Linked DNA regions of Mus musculus: region 1 is linked to region 2. A link is a contact called in public Micro-C data. All regions are on one chromosome and are shown on one strand. Each heading gives the region's core, a stretch centred on a gene start, on an enhancer-like site or on the middle of the called end of the contact. The rest is flanking DNA. Distances are from core to core; before and after follow the strand shown.

Evidence for each region. Hi-C and Micro-C count contacts between places; a contact is called where the count stands out from the background.
Region 1: a contact with region 2 is called in a Micro-C map of embryonic stem cells, with 17 times the contacts expected there. The contact joins the promoter of Foxc1 here to the promoter of Nrn1 in region 2. A contact is called at or near these places in 4 of 39 promoter capture datasets (cranial neural crest, embryonic stem cells, frontonasal cranial neural crest and 1 more), 8 of 484 Hi-C or Micro-C datasets (embryonic stem cells and epiblasts) and 1 of 115 datasets of contacts at active chromatin or transcription factors (embryonic stem cells).

What each region holds. Positions count from the first base shown.
Region 1 is chr13:31,805,242-31,811,828 of GRCm38.p6, forward strand. It overlaps Foxc1 (forkhead box C1), which reads left to right and starts at 1,405. Exons shown (of 1, transcript NM_008592.2): 1 at 1,405-5,394. The coding sequence starts at 1,967. The coding sequence ends at 3,628.
Region 2 is chr13:36,732,673-36,738,870 of GRCm38.p6, forward strand. It overlaps Nrn1 (neuritin 1), which reads right to left and starts at 1,805. Exons shown (of 3, transcript NM_153529.2): 1 at 1,564-1,805. The coding sequence starts at 1,618.

The DNA.
Region 1 (6,587 bases), core at 155-2,654, 4.9 Mb before region 2:
GGTGTGTGTGTGTTAGTGAGGGAAAGAAGGTTCAAGTCGGTAAACCTTTTGACTCCCAGCAAGTCCTAGCGTTAAAGATTACCAGAAATCGGAGGAACCGAGGTGAAAAATATTCACAAACACTTTTTCACAGTGTTTCTCTCAAACCCATCTTCTAGCAAACGACCTGGTGCCCACTCTGTCAGATTTTTTTTTTCTGGACCAGTTGCTGAAATACAGGGTTGTTTTTCAGTCAGAGGGAGGCCTATCCTCTCAGATCCTCCAATACCGCCCCCCCACCCCCATCTCTACCCATCCTGTTCTAGTCACCCAGAGGCTGCAGCCTTGAGGTTTAATCACGGAATATCTAGGATCATTCGGGGCTTATCTCTTCAAAATCTTTAAGCCGCCTTGTAGGTGCAATTCTGAACACTTCCTCCAACTCAGACTCTGTGAGACAGCTGCCCTGGAATGGGTAGAGGCTGAGAGTGGCTGGGGGAAGCCTTAAGTTCTTGGGGATATTTACCTGACTCTGCTTCACCACAACTACTAATGTCACCGAGCTCTTTTGAACTTAACTGCCCCTACGAGCCAAAATGTACTGGTCAGGACAGAGGGGCAACGCATGGTTTGTCGAGGAAACTTCTGGAGTCCTCTTAGCCCGAACTCTCTAGCTCTTTTAAGCCCTGGAACGCCTGTGAACCCCGTGCTCCTCAATGTGGCCTACACATTCCATCAGCTTAACACACGTTTGAAGTTCCAAGTTTCTATCCCCTCCGCTTACTGCTAGCAGGGAGTGGGGCGAGGCACCGAAATACCATCTTCTTCCTCACTGGAACCCCGGCGGCTGTAACAGCCTTGGTAACCTAAAGTCGGACTGGAGAACCTGCCTGTGGAGAGCAAATGTGATGTTGGTGTGACCGGTGATAGCAGGGAGAGGGATATTCGGAAAGGAGAGGACAAGGGATGGGCGGAGGGCTGGAAAGGACGGAGAAACTCCCGGCGCTGGAGACAGCACGGTAGAGTAAGGACTGAGGCAGATCCTGTGTGACTCGAGGGCTCCGTGGAGGCCTGGGAACAGTGGACGCAGGAAGGGTCTCCGGGCCGGTGAGGACTCCGAAAGTCCGCAGACCGGGAGAACCGCAGAGTCTGGGAGTGAGTGGGTGGGTGCGGTGGGAGGACCGAGCGCGGGCTGCGGGCAGGGGCGCGGGCGCCGGGCCCGGGCAGCCGGCGCGCGTGTGGTCAGCCCCGCGGTCCTCCAGCCGCCAGGAGCGGGCCGGCAGAGCTCGGCCGCTGGCTCATTCACAGGCGTCTCTCGCCTCCCATTGGCTGCCGCCTCCGTAGTGGGGCGGGGCTCCCCTGCCCGGAAAAAAATGTAACTGCGTAAAAAAGTCCTCGCCTGGGTGACGGATGCTCAAAAGTTCAGAAGTTTTCCCAATGCTTCCTTAAGCGGCCGGCGCAAGAGACTGAGAAAAGGTGACGCGGGGGCCCGGGAAGGCGGCCGGCGCGCTGCCCCCGCCCCTGGTTATTTGGCCGCCTTAGCCAGCAGCCCCGAGCAGTGTCTCCTGGAAGGCGCAGGCAGTGGCGAGCAGGGCGCCTTATTTTTTTTATTTGTTTTTGTTTTTTTTTTTTTTTAATTTTTTTTTAACTTTTGTCTCTTTTTTTGCCCCGACTGCGCCTGGAAGTTGATCCGAACGTTCCTCCGAGGCGGCTTGCAGCGTCCTGGTCTGGCCCTCTCCGGGTGCAGCGACCCTCCCTCGCCGCCCGCGCGGGAACTGAGTGGGCTGCGAGGCGCCAGGCGAGCGCAGGGAGAGGCCGAGCGGCCCAGGGCGCAAGGAGGCGGCCGCGGCCGGGACAGACGCAGCGCGGAGGGGCCCGCGGTAGCTCGGCGCGGCCCGGACTCGGACTCGGCGGCCGGTGCGGCGCGGCCCGGCCCGAGCGAGGGTGGGGGGCGGCGGGCTGCGCCTGGCGGCGGCGAGCCGGGGCCATGCAGGCGCGCTACTCGGTGTCCAGCCCCAACTCCCTGGGAGTGGTGCCCTACCTCGGCGGCGAGCAGAGCTACTATCGCGCTGCCGCGGCGGCGGCCGGGGGCGGCTACACCGCCATGCCGGCCCCTATGAGCGTGTACTCGCACCCTGCTCACGCCGAGCAGTACCCGGGCAGCATGGCGCGCGCCTACGGGCCTTATACGCCGCAGCCGCAGCCCAAGGACATGGTGAAGCCGCCCTACAGCTACATCGCTCTTATCACCATGGCCATCCAGAATGCCCCGGACAAGAAGATCACTCTGAATGGCATCTACCAGTTCATCATGGACCGCTTCCCCTTCTATCGGGACAATAAGCAGGGCTGGCAGAACAGCATACGGCACAACCTCTCGCTCAACGAGTGCTTCGTCAAGGTGCCCCGCGACGACAAGAAGCCAGGCAAGGGCAGCTACTGGACGCTCGACCCGGACTCCTACAACATGTTCGAGAACGGCAGCTTCCTGCGGCGGCGGCGGCGCTTCAAGAAGAAGGACGCAGTGAAGGACAAGGAGGAGAAGGGCCGGCTGCACCTCCAAGAACCGCCACCGCCGCAGGCCGGCCGCCAGCCCGCGCCCGCGCCCCCGGAGCAGGCCGAGGGCTCCGCTCCCGGGCCACAGCCGCCGCCCGTGCGCATCCAGGACATCAAGACGGAGAACGGTACGTGTCCCTCGCCTCCCCAGCCCCTGTCCCCGGCTGCCGCCCTAGGCAGCGGCAGCGCCGCCACAGTGCCCAAAATCGAGAGCCCCGACAGCAGCAGCAGCAGCTTGTCGAGCGGGAGCAGCCCCCCGGGCAGCCTGCCGTCGGCGCGGCCGCTCAGCCTGGACGCTGCAGAACCCGCGCCGCCGCCACAGCCTGCGCCGCCGCCGCATCACAGCCAGGGCTTCAGCGTGGACAACATCATGACGTCGCTGCGGGGGTCGCCGCAGGGTTCGGCCGCTGAGCTCGGTTCCGGCCTCCTGGCCTCGGCGGCTGCGTCCTCGCGCGCGGGCATCGCGCCCCCGCTGGCGCTGGGTGCCTACTCTCCGGGCCAGAGCTCCCTCTACAGCTCCCCCTGCAGCCAGAGCTCCAGTGCGGGCAGTTCGGGCGGCGGGGGTGGCGGCGGCGGCGGAGGCGGCGGCAGCAGCAGCGCTGCGGGTACGGGGGGCGCCGCCACTTACCACTGCAACCTGCAGGCTATGAGCCTGTACGCGGCGGGCGAGCGTGGCGGCCACTTGCAGGGTCCGGCGGGAGGCGCGGGCAGCGCGGCGGTGGACGACCCCCTGCCCGACTACTCGCTGCCTCCAGCGACCAGCAGCAGCTCTTCGTCCCTGAGTCATGGCGGGGGCGGCCAGGAGGCCAGCCACCACCCTGCATCCCACCAGGGCCGACTCACCTCGTGGTACCTGAACCAGGCAGGTGGAGACCTGGGCCACTTGGCGAGCGCGGCGGCGGCTGCGGCGGCCGCAGGCTACCCTGGCCAGCAGCAGAACTTCCACTCGGTGCGGGAAATGTTCGAGTCTCAGCGGATCGGCTTGAACAACTCCCCGGTGAATGGGAATAGTAGCTGTCAGATGGCTTTCCCTGCCAGTCAGTCTCTGTACCGCACGTCGGGGGCTTTCGTCTATGACTGTAGCAAATTCTGACCCTATTCCCGGCACTCTTAGAGCCAAATGGAATGGAACCCCAGAGCAGGAACAGTAAAAGAATCCAGCAATGCAAAATCGAAACTAAAAACATACAAATTTTAAAACTTGAGAAGATTCCTCACACCAGCGAACAGAATCTCTCCTGAAATTCAGCTCACCAGCATCAGCTCAAAGAAAACCTATTTTCCTAAAAGATTAATGCAGAACCTCCTCCATTTTTGCCTTATCTAAGTAAGCAAAACCGTAAACTATTTTGTACAGACAACAAAATCATGGTTTATTAAAGGACAGTTTACTCCAGATACCACGTAAGTTTCTTGCGTTCAGAGACTCGCTTTCCTGCTCATTCGTCTTGCCCCTCTGCCTCTGCCTTGCCTCTCACCTGTAAGATATTTTATCCTATGTCGAAAGAACGGGAAAGTACCTGTTTATGAAAATCGCTTTCTTTTTATTCATGGACTTGTTTTTAAATGTAAATTGCAACATAGTAATTTATTTTTAATTTGTAGTTGGATGTTACGGACCAAACACCAGAAAGTGTTCCAAAAGCTTTTCAAGTTAAATTGCCTGAAACTTTTAAAATGTGCCTTTTCTCTCATTATAAAAAGGGAAACTGTATTAATCTCCTTCTATCATCCTTTTCTTTTTGTTGATCATATCCATTGTTTGTTTATTAATAAATTGCCATTCAGTTTGAATAAGACCTATATGTCTGAATACTTTAATACAGCTTTAATAGAAAAGATTTCAGAGCGGAAATTGTAGGAGTTCCCTAGTCTCTGTCAGATTTTTTAAATGTGGAGAAAACTTCTAGGTGATGTCAAATTTCGCTAAACTCAGTTTTTAAAATTGTTAAGTAGATTTTTTTTCCCCCTACAGCGTTTTCTGCAAAACATACTATCTAGTCAACTTGCTTTGTGGCTATTAAAAGGATAATTTCCTAAGTAGATCTGAGTTGGCACATGAACAAATACTTTTCTTCAGTAACTACAGAACATGATTTGGCGATTTTTAAGTCCATGAATCAGCACCAGTGTTACCACAGTGGTGCCTGTACGCAGAGAAGCAAATGTACCCGGAGATACTAACAGATGGAGATCAGCCTATGTGTCCCACATAGATTGCAATGAGTATTATACGTACCTGTGAGCCAGATGCCAAATAGTTTTTTTTCTATTAATTTCATTCCTTTCTTAGAGGAGAAGTAAACTAGTTTTAAAATGTATGTATATAACTCACTCACAGTTACAATTCTTTATGCATTACACAGAAGGATTAAATTTTTAAAAATACAAATATACTGTGGGTTGGAAATAGATATTTAATCTTGGGGAAACTTTTAGAAGATATATTTGTAGAACAATTTGTTTTTGAAGACTTACAGCAATAACCAGAAGGAAGAGTAAGAAGGCAGGAAAAAAAAAAAAAACATTAGTCTGGGGTGGTTTCTTTTCAAACCAATTTTTCTTGTTAATTTACAGTTAAACCTAGGGGGCAATCCGGATTGGCCCTCCCCCCTTTTGTAAATAACCCAGGAAATGTAATAAATTCATTATCTTAGGGTGATCTGCCCTGTCAATCAGACTTGGGGAGATGGCGGTTTGATTACAGATATTCAGGCCTTCAGTTTGTTTTCGAGATAAAGCAGGTTCCTATCTGCCGCTCCTATCTAGAGGCAACACTTAAGCAGTAATTGCTGTTGCTTGTTGTCAAAATTTGATCATTGTTAAAGGATTGCTGCAAATAAATACACTCTAATTTCAGTCAAAAACTGCCTTACGTGGCCTCTGATTCGCTCGGTTCCCGCCGCTCAGAGCGGTAACATAATAGCCAGGGAAGCTCGCTGTGGCGCTGGCAGGGCGTCTCCTCCGGGCAAGCCGGCTGGGGCTGGCCTCACTGTGGCTTTAAGGGTTTTCTGGGTTGCCCTAGCTAAGAGTGCCTCCTCAGGTTACCCCTTGCAGGGGATGGGGTGGGAAGGGGGAGAAGGTAATGTCTATTTACAAATCTCTAGGAGTTGTAGCCCAACTCTACTTTGGGGAGTCACAGCGTGGCGCTGGGATTTGTGCACCCAGTGTGGTGTCCCAAGTTGGGTTATCTAGGCCTGCGAGAGACCTGAGCAGGTGACCGATGGCCTTGTCCCCTCCGACGGGGTTGACTGACCCAAGGCCGGAACGGAGGAGGCTGGACGGTTCTCAGGATGTCCGTTTTCAACTGTTTGGACAGGGGGTGGCGAGTGGAGACCCGCGGCTGGCCTCGGGCTTTCCGGGGGGCGGGGGCCTTCAGGCGGCCATGCATTTCGGAGTGGCGTCCAGCCCCGACGCCGGCTTCCAGGACGCCGCTCGGGGCTGGGAAGGCTCCTGAGCTAATGAGCTGTAATTACCCGCTGCGGCGGGCGGCCGGCCGGCTTCTGTTTGCGTTCGCAGCGGCTTCCTCCTCCCCCGCGCGCCCCCGCCCCGCGGCCGCCCTCCGGGTTCCCGCTCGCGGCTCGGCAGCGGCCTCTTTCCCGAAAGGAGTTGTCTGTGGAGCAAATGGCGTCCAAAGGAGAAGACCCTCCTCCCCTCCCGCTTAAGTTGGATGGGTTCCTCCGAGTAGGGTCGGGATGCCCAAAAGACTGTGCCGAGGGAAGAAGGGCGCGGGGTTCCCGGGGTCGCGGCGTCCGCAGCAGTGCCTCGAGGGCCTCGGGCGCCCGGGCCCCGGCAGCGCCCGCTCCCTTCCTCGCCCCGCGGCGGTGGCTGGCGCGGGCGGCCTCACCGCTCGCTCCTCTTTCCTCCTCGCTCGCCGCCTTTGTTTTGGAGACACACGTGTGCTTAGGAGCCCAGCCCGGGTGGAAAGGTCACAGGCACTTCATTGCTCACGGGTGACAGCGGGTCCCGCAGCCTCGGTGGGCGAACGGAGCCCAGGCGTGCTGGCCAGCCTCAGTCAGGCCGCACCGGCCGGCTTGCTCCAGGCGGCCTGG
Region 2 (6,198 bases), core at 555-3,054:
AGGCTGAGGTTCATCAAATGCATCTCTCCTGAAATTACTGTTTCATTATTTCTATTCTCATCTACTAGGAAAACAGAGTCCCCAAACATCCTCCAGGTGAAGTCCCTATCTTAAAACATTAGCTGTTTCTTAATCTATGAACATTAGTCGTCTAACTGCAAAATGCCACACTCACTTATTTCTAACACTTACAGCATTTGCTGCCCTTGGGATCTATGTCCTAGGATGGTTGCAGCTCTTTGAACTAATGTCAAAGGCACAAAACCACCAGATGCAAAGCATTAAGTCATCTCCTAAAATTAAAGGAAAAGGCAACATCCCGGTGCATGCTCCTTGCTTTGCAAAAATCCCAGTTTCTGCAAAACAATAAACAAATAAACAACCAAAAAAATCCCCCAAACAAATTCTCAAGAATATGGCAAATGCATATGGACCCCATAGAAAGAATCAGTTTTAATGCTCCGAAAGCCCCAATTTCTCTATATTTCTTATGAAGAAAAAATGTTAAGTATTTCTTCTCTTGTCCCACACAAATTCCCTGACGCACCCCTGAAATGCTGCAAGGATTTGTCTGTAAAGAACGCTCCAGCCTGGCACGAACAGTTTTCTCCATCTGCAGAATAACCACTGGGAGACTTTCTATTTTTTTCCTTTTGTCCATTCTATTAATAAGCTGCTTTAATTTCCCTTTTCAGTTACATTAATTAATGTTTCCATCCAGTATCACATAAGCGGATTCACTAGTACTTAAAACATTTGCATTTTGGATGGAAAAATATAAACTTTAAAAAAGCCTCCCAACAGTGTAGCTGAGACTCACATTCCTTAACATGAAATGGGGGGGGGGGCTAAATAAATCCATCCAATAAACCGCCACAAACAAAAATTACAAACCCACGAAAAGACAAAATGCGAACACGTTAAACCACTTTCCTGTATAAAAATAATAGAGATGCTAATCTGCCAAAAATCACAGACACACATGACCCTGAAAAAGTATATCAGTGAATATTTGGTTGATTTATCCTTCTCGGAGTAGTCTGCGGTGCCCGGAGCAAACGCTGCAGCTAAGATCTAGGGGGAGGGGCGGAGGAAGGACAAAGTTCTAAATGCTGCAGTTTGAGGGCAGCCTTAGAATATCTTTGCTTTCTGCATATAAACTTTTCAGCCCTAGCTACCTAGGCATCTTATTCCTCCCTTTACCTTTTGACCCCTCAAGATAGTATCTTGCAGTATAACAGGGGACAAATGCTACGAGCGCTCAGATCCTGTTTTAACCCCAAAGAGGGAGGAAAAAAATGGATGTGCGCTTTGGAGAAAAGGGAGAACCCCCCTTGGAAAACAGCCGGTCACACACACACACTTCCCTGCAAAAGAAATCACTTTCTTTAGGAAAACCAAACCAGAACTCCTTCCAGAGTCCCCAAGAGCTAATGCCCCGACTCAGGGAGTCTGCAGGGTTTTCTGCAACCAGCGGCAGACCCTGGCCAGCAAGTCCCCTTAGGCGCCTCTGGGGTAGGCAATCTCCGGTCGCCTACCAAGCCGTACCGGGCGGCCACTTACCTATTTGCACCGCGAGGATCAGTGAAATATATCTGCCGTTCAACTTAAGTCCCATCCTACGTTTAGTCAAACCATTTGCGACCGCAGACCTTTAAATAGTTAGTTTAGAGAACGCGGGGGAAAGCTGAAAAATAGGCATTGCCAACAAGTTCCGGGAGCGACAGAGACTTTATGCACTGGGAAGGCAGAGGGAGGAGAGAAAGAGAGGGAGCGAGGAAGAGACAGAAAGAGAGTGAGAGAGTGAGAGGCTGGGGGGGGGGGGGGAGAGCTGGGAATGGTTCACTCCATTAGGAGGGGGCGGAGGAAGTACAGCCTCACGCCCACGAGCAGGCCTGACGTGGGGGATGACACGGATTGATTTTTTTTTTTTTTTATAATATAGACACCTTGGTAGAGAATCACCATTTATAGTCATAAGACTCTGGAATTAATCAGATATCTCCAATTAATGTGCGATCTCAACGAAATCTCGCCTCTCTGTAGTGACTGATTTTCATCCCAGTGGCCACCCCCGCCTCCTCGTTCCAGGGGCCCCCAGCCCCGCCCCCTCCCTGCGCAGAATCGGGGCTCCCTCTCCTCTCCCCGCCCCGGAGACGGGGAGTCCTGGTGCGCCCACTCGATTGTTCAACCTGCTCCCTCCTTCACTGGCGCCACAACGAACCCAGACACTTCCAACCCTGCAGAGAGGTTTGGGGAGCTTTGGGCCCAGGGAGGACAGAGGGGAGAGACTCCTCCGGTCCGAATCACCCTTCTCTCGCCCTCAGTGGGGTGCAGACCCCCTCACTTGCCTACCCTAGTTTTCTCTCCAGCCCCACAGTTGAGCTCTAGGCGCAGCCTAGAGCGCGTGAGCACATAACCCGGCCCCCCAGCACACGCACACACTCACAAAAGCGCACGCCCGGGAGCGCCCCCGAGCTCGCCCGCACACTCCGCACGCGAGCGCGCGTACACACCCAGGCCCCGGGGGTTCGTTCGGCTCGCATGGGGGCCCCCAGAAATAGACTCTGCGTGCCCTCTTGTGAATGTCACTATTCGCGACGCTCACCCACCGAGGGGCATCTATACCAGGCATAGAGACACCTATTTTAGGGGGTTGGAAAGGCTGTCGGGCAAGAAGCCTAGGCTAGGGTAAATTTCGGTTTCTTGTGGTTTACAAACTCTTCGCGCTTTAGGAAATTTCCAAGGCAAGCTCTGGTGTACAACTCCTTTCTGGGGCCTCCTGAAGTCATCTGTAGGGTCACACTGACATGTTGATACACGCACCCACGTCCATCACGTACACACCCAGACCCACACACACCTGCGCTCTTTATTTTATTTTTTGATGATCCAGCACTGACTGCAGTAAAGAAATATCTCTTCAGCTGCGTTCGTGCAAGGTCCTGTAGTGGATCGTGTAAGATGGAAAAATAATCAGGGCTACTTCTTAAATGAAATTAAGTTTTGATTTTTTTTCTCCTTTTCTGCAATGCACCACACCCTCTTTCCCAGTCTGAATTCTAGCGTCTTTAATCAAATGTTGATGGCCGCATTGGCTAACTGTATTACTTGAGCCAATGAAGAGATATGCGAAAGGAGAAAAATAAAAGAGCCTTCATATTTTATAAGACTGCAGGGCGACCGCGTAAGGCTAGGTTAGTGGCAGAAATGAAAGGGGATTAGGGAGACCGGGCTTCCGTTTAATTTGCCTTTCGAAGCCCCTGCACTGGGAGCCCACACAGTCAGCCATCTGTGCACACAGACGGAGAAAGGGAGAAAAGGGTGCAAAACTGGGGTCAGGTGACGGGCGGTGGAGGGACTGAGTAGGACCGCGAGGGTCTTGAGGCAACTAGAAGCTGAAAAGCGCGCACCGAGGGGACCCAAGCTTGCAGCCCTGCAGAACTGCAGAACCAGGGCAAGCTGCCACGGCTGTAGGGGCGGAGCCACGTCCCTGCCCCTGGTGATGTCAGTGGTGGGTGGGCGGGGTAGCGGGGGCGCGCTTTCCCGGTGTCCAGGGGCCCAGTGGCGGGGCCAGGAGTTTCCTGCCCCAGTGTTCAGAGGCTCCCAGAAAAGCAGAAAAGGTGGGCGGGAAGGAGGCGGGGCGAGAAGGGTGGCGAGTGGGGGGGGGGGCGTCCCTCGGACCCTCCCCCAATGCTCTCCAATGGTAGAGAAGGGGCTGGCAAGGGGCGGGACCTCAAGGTTGGAAGCTCTTCCCCCATACTCCCTTGTCCCTTCAGGGTTCCACGCACAGGGCCACCGGTTTCCCCATCTTCCACCCACGTCCGTGGCTCTGAGCCGAGTCCTCCTGTCTCCGCTCCAAAGTCTCAGAGCCTGAGTACCCGGGAATTTACATTTCGTACCCTCAACGTCCTTGCCTTCTCCCGCTCACGCATCGGGACCTTCTAGAACATTTTCAGTGGGTGCCATGGGATCTTCCCTACTACATCCCTTCTCACTTAAAACCAGAGGCTTCAGGTGTGAGGAAGCTGCATTGAAAAACTAAATGGAGCTGAGTGAATCGTGCGCTCAAGGCGTCTGCAGTCCTGCGCGCCTGCGTAGATTCTGAACCCGCTGTTCCTTGCCACCTGGGTGCCTGCTGGTCCTTCCCTTTACACTGGCCCCCTCTACTTCCTGGCCTCCCTTCCCTGGTACAAGGCTTAAAAAAAGTGAAGCAAGAGTCTGGCAGAGGTACAGTCCATAAATAATCCGGGAGAATGAATAATTGAAAGCAGATGCTAACGATGTTTTTGTTTTTGAAATTTCTAACCTTTAAAAATCACAGGTCATTCTTCAGTCTAGGCCCAGGAAGGCTTTGTTTCTTCCTATTTTTAACCGAAGGGAAATAAAAGCCAAGATCATGGGCAAGGATGACTGAGATCACAGGGCAGTATTCATGGTTGAGGGTGGACTGGAGGTCATTTCTTTTATTAATTTGAAAAGCCTATTCATGTCATACTTAGCCCTGTCCTTCACATGACCTTGGGCATCCCTGGGAGGTTTGGGGTTTCATTCTCCCAATCTGAAAACGAAGAGGACAGGTCTATGATGCGATTTCCAGAGGATCTTCAACTCTACCTTTTTATGAATTAGAGCTTTCTTAGAATACCGTGGACATGTCTGTAAGAGGGGACGTCCAAGCCAAAGTATAATATCTAAGCAAAAAAATGTCTGTCATAGATCAACAGGGATAAAGATGGTTCCCCTTCCAATAACTAATTTTCCTAAATGCAGTACAAAACGTTTAAAAAAAAAAGAGTTCTTGGTGCTGTTTGGGTCTTCAGGCTGAACATGAGGAACACCAAATGTAGGTGTGTGTAAATGACAGGCAGGCAGAGTTCCTTTCCCTGAAACACCCAGGTTCTCTCTCAATTCAGGCTGGGCCACCACTCCAGTTTGGCTGAGCAGTTTATGAGCTGAGTTCCCTGCTCCCTCTTCTAGTTCACCATGCACAGACTTCCCAGAAGCTGCCATCTCAAGACACATCCCCTTGAAATTGTTTGTGAGAACAGTTGCCAGGACCAGTGGGAGTTCCCATTTCTGCCTTCTAGGCCAGAAAAGAAGCCGAACCAAGCACAGTGTTTACATCTGTGAAACGTCCTCATCAAACCCATTATCTTGTATGTGAAAGAAAAGTATTAGTTAAAAAACAAGATGAACCCATGTTAGCAGCCCCTTTTCTACCCTCAAGCTTACTCCTTGGTGAGGTGCCTTTTCCCCCTTTTCAAAATTTAGTGACACCTTTAGTCTCGAAATCTATGGCTGACTGAGGAAACTTGGTTTTAATGCAGACATTTGGATTCCGGAAGTCATCGCTCTCCTCTTTAAAATAAGCATGGTTGCTGTGGAATGTAGACAGAGAATGTTGAGGTGACCGTGAACATCTCCACGGTCCCTCTCCACAATGGATTACGTGTGATTTGTGTTCCCGTGTGTGATCCTTGGACCAGAAGGAGCAGAGCTGACACAATTAAACCCTCGAGAGAGCTCCCTGAGTGGCACTTTGACGTTGTGTGAGCTCTGATCTCTGACAGGAGACTTGTGTGCTGAACACTAGAAAAGTCTTCTTCTTGGGGGGGCGGTACATCCTGGAGTGTTAGGGGACACAAGGCATCTCAAGCTTGCTCCACAGCCTCAAGCAAGGACTGCTAGAACGAAGGCCAACTAATTGCACGGGGAAAACACGGTAAAAAATATCAAGAGTTGGAGAAAGTGAAAGGGGATTTGAGTTCTTGGTTTTTTTCCCTGGTATTGCTTTCTTTAATGTTCCAAGTTATTTTAAAATAAATTAGTTAAAAAAATCAATTCTAGGTAGTTATGGGGTTTGCTACAGTTTTCATAATGTTAGTGTGTCCCCCCAGTGGTTCCTGTATTGAAATTTAATCACTGTAGTGAGATATTAAAAGAGAGGTAACTTAATGAAACTATGGTGTTCAGAGGCAAGGCTTTTGGGGAGTGATTAGGACCTGGTAAGGTCATCATGGGGATCCATGACTGAATACTACTAGCTTCATAGAGAGACTAACCAGAGGATACACACACACACACACACACACACACACACACACACACACAACCTACATTCTATAAACATACACACATACTTTATACACATACACACTCATATATATATATGTACAACACACACATACTATACAC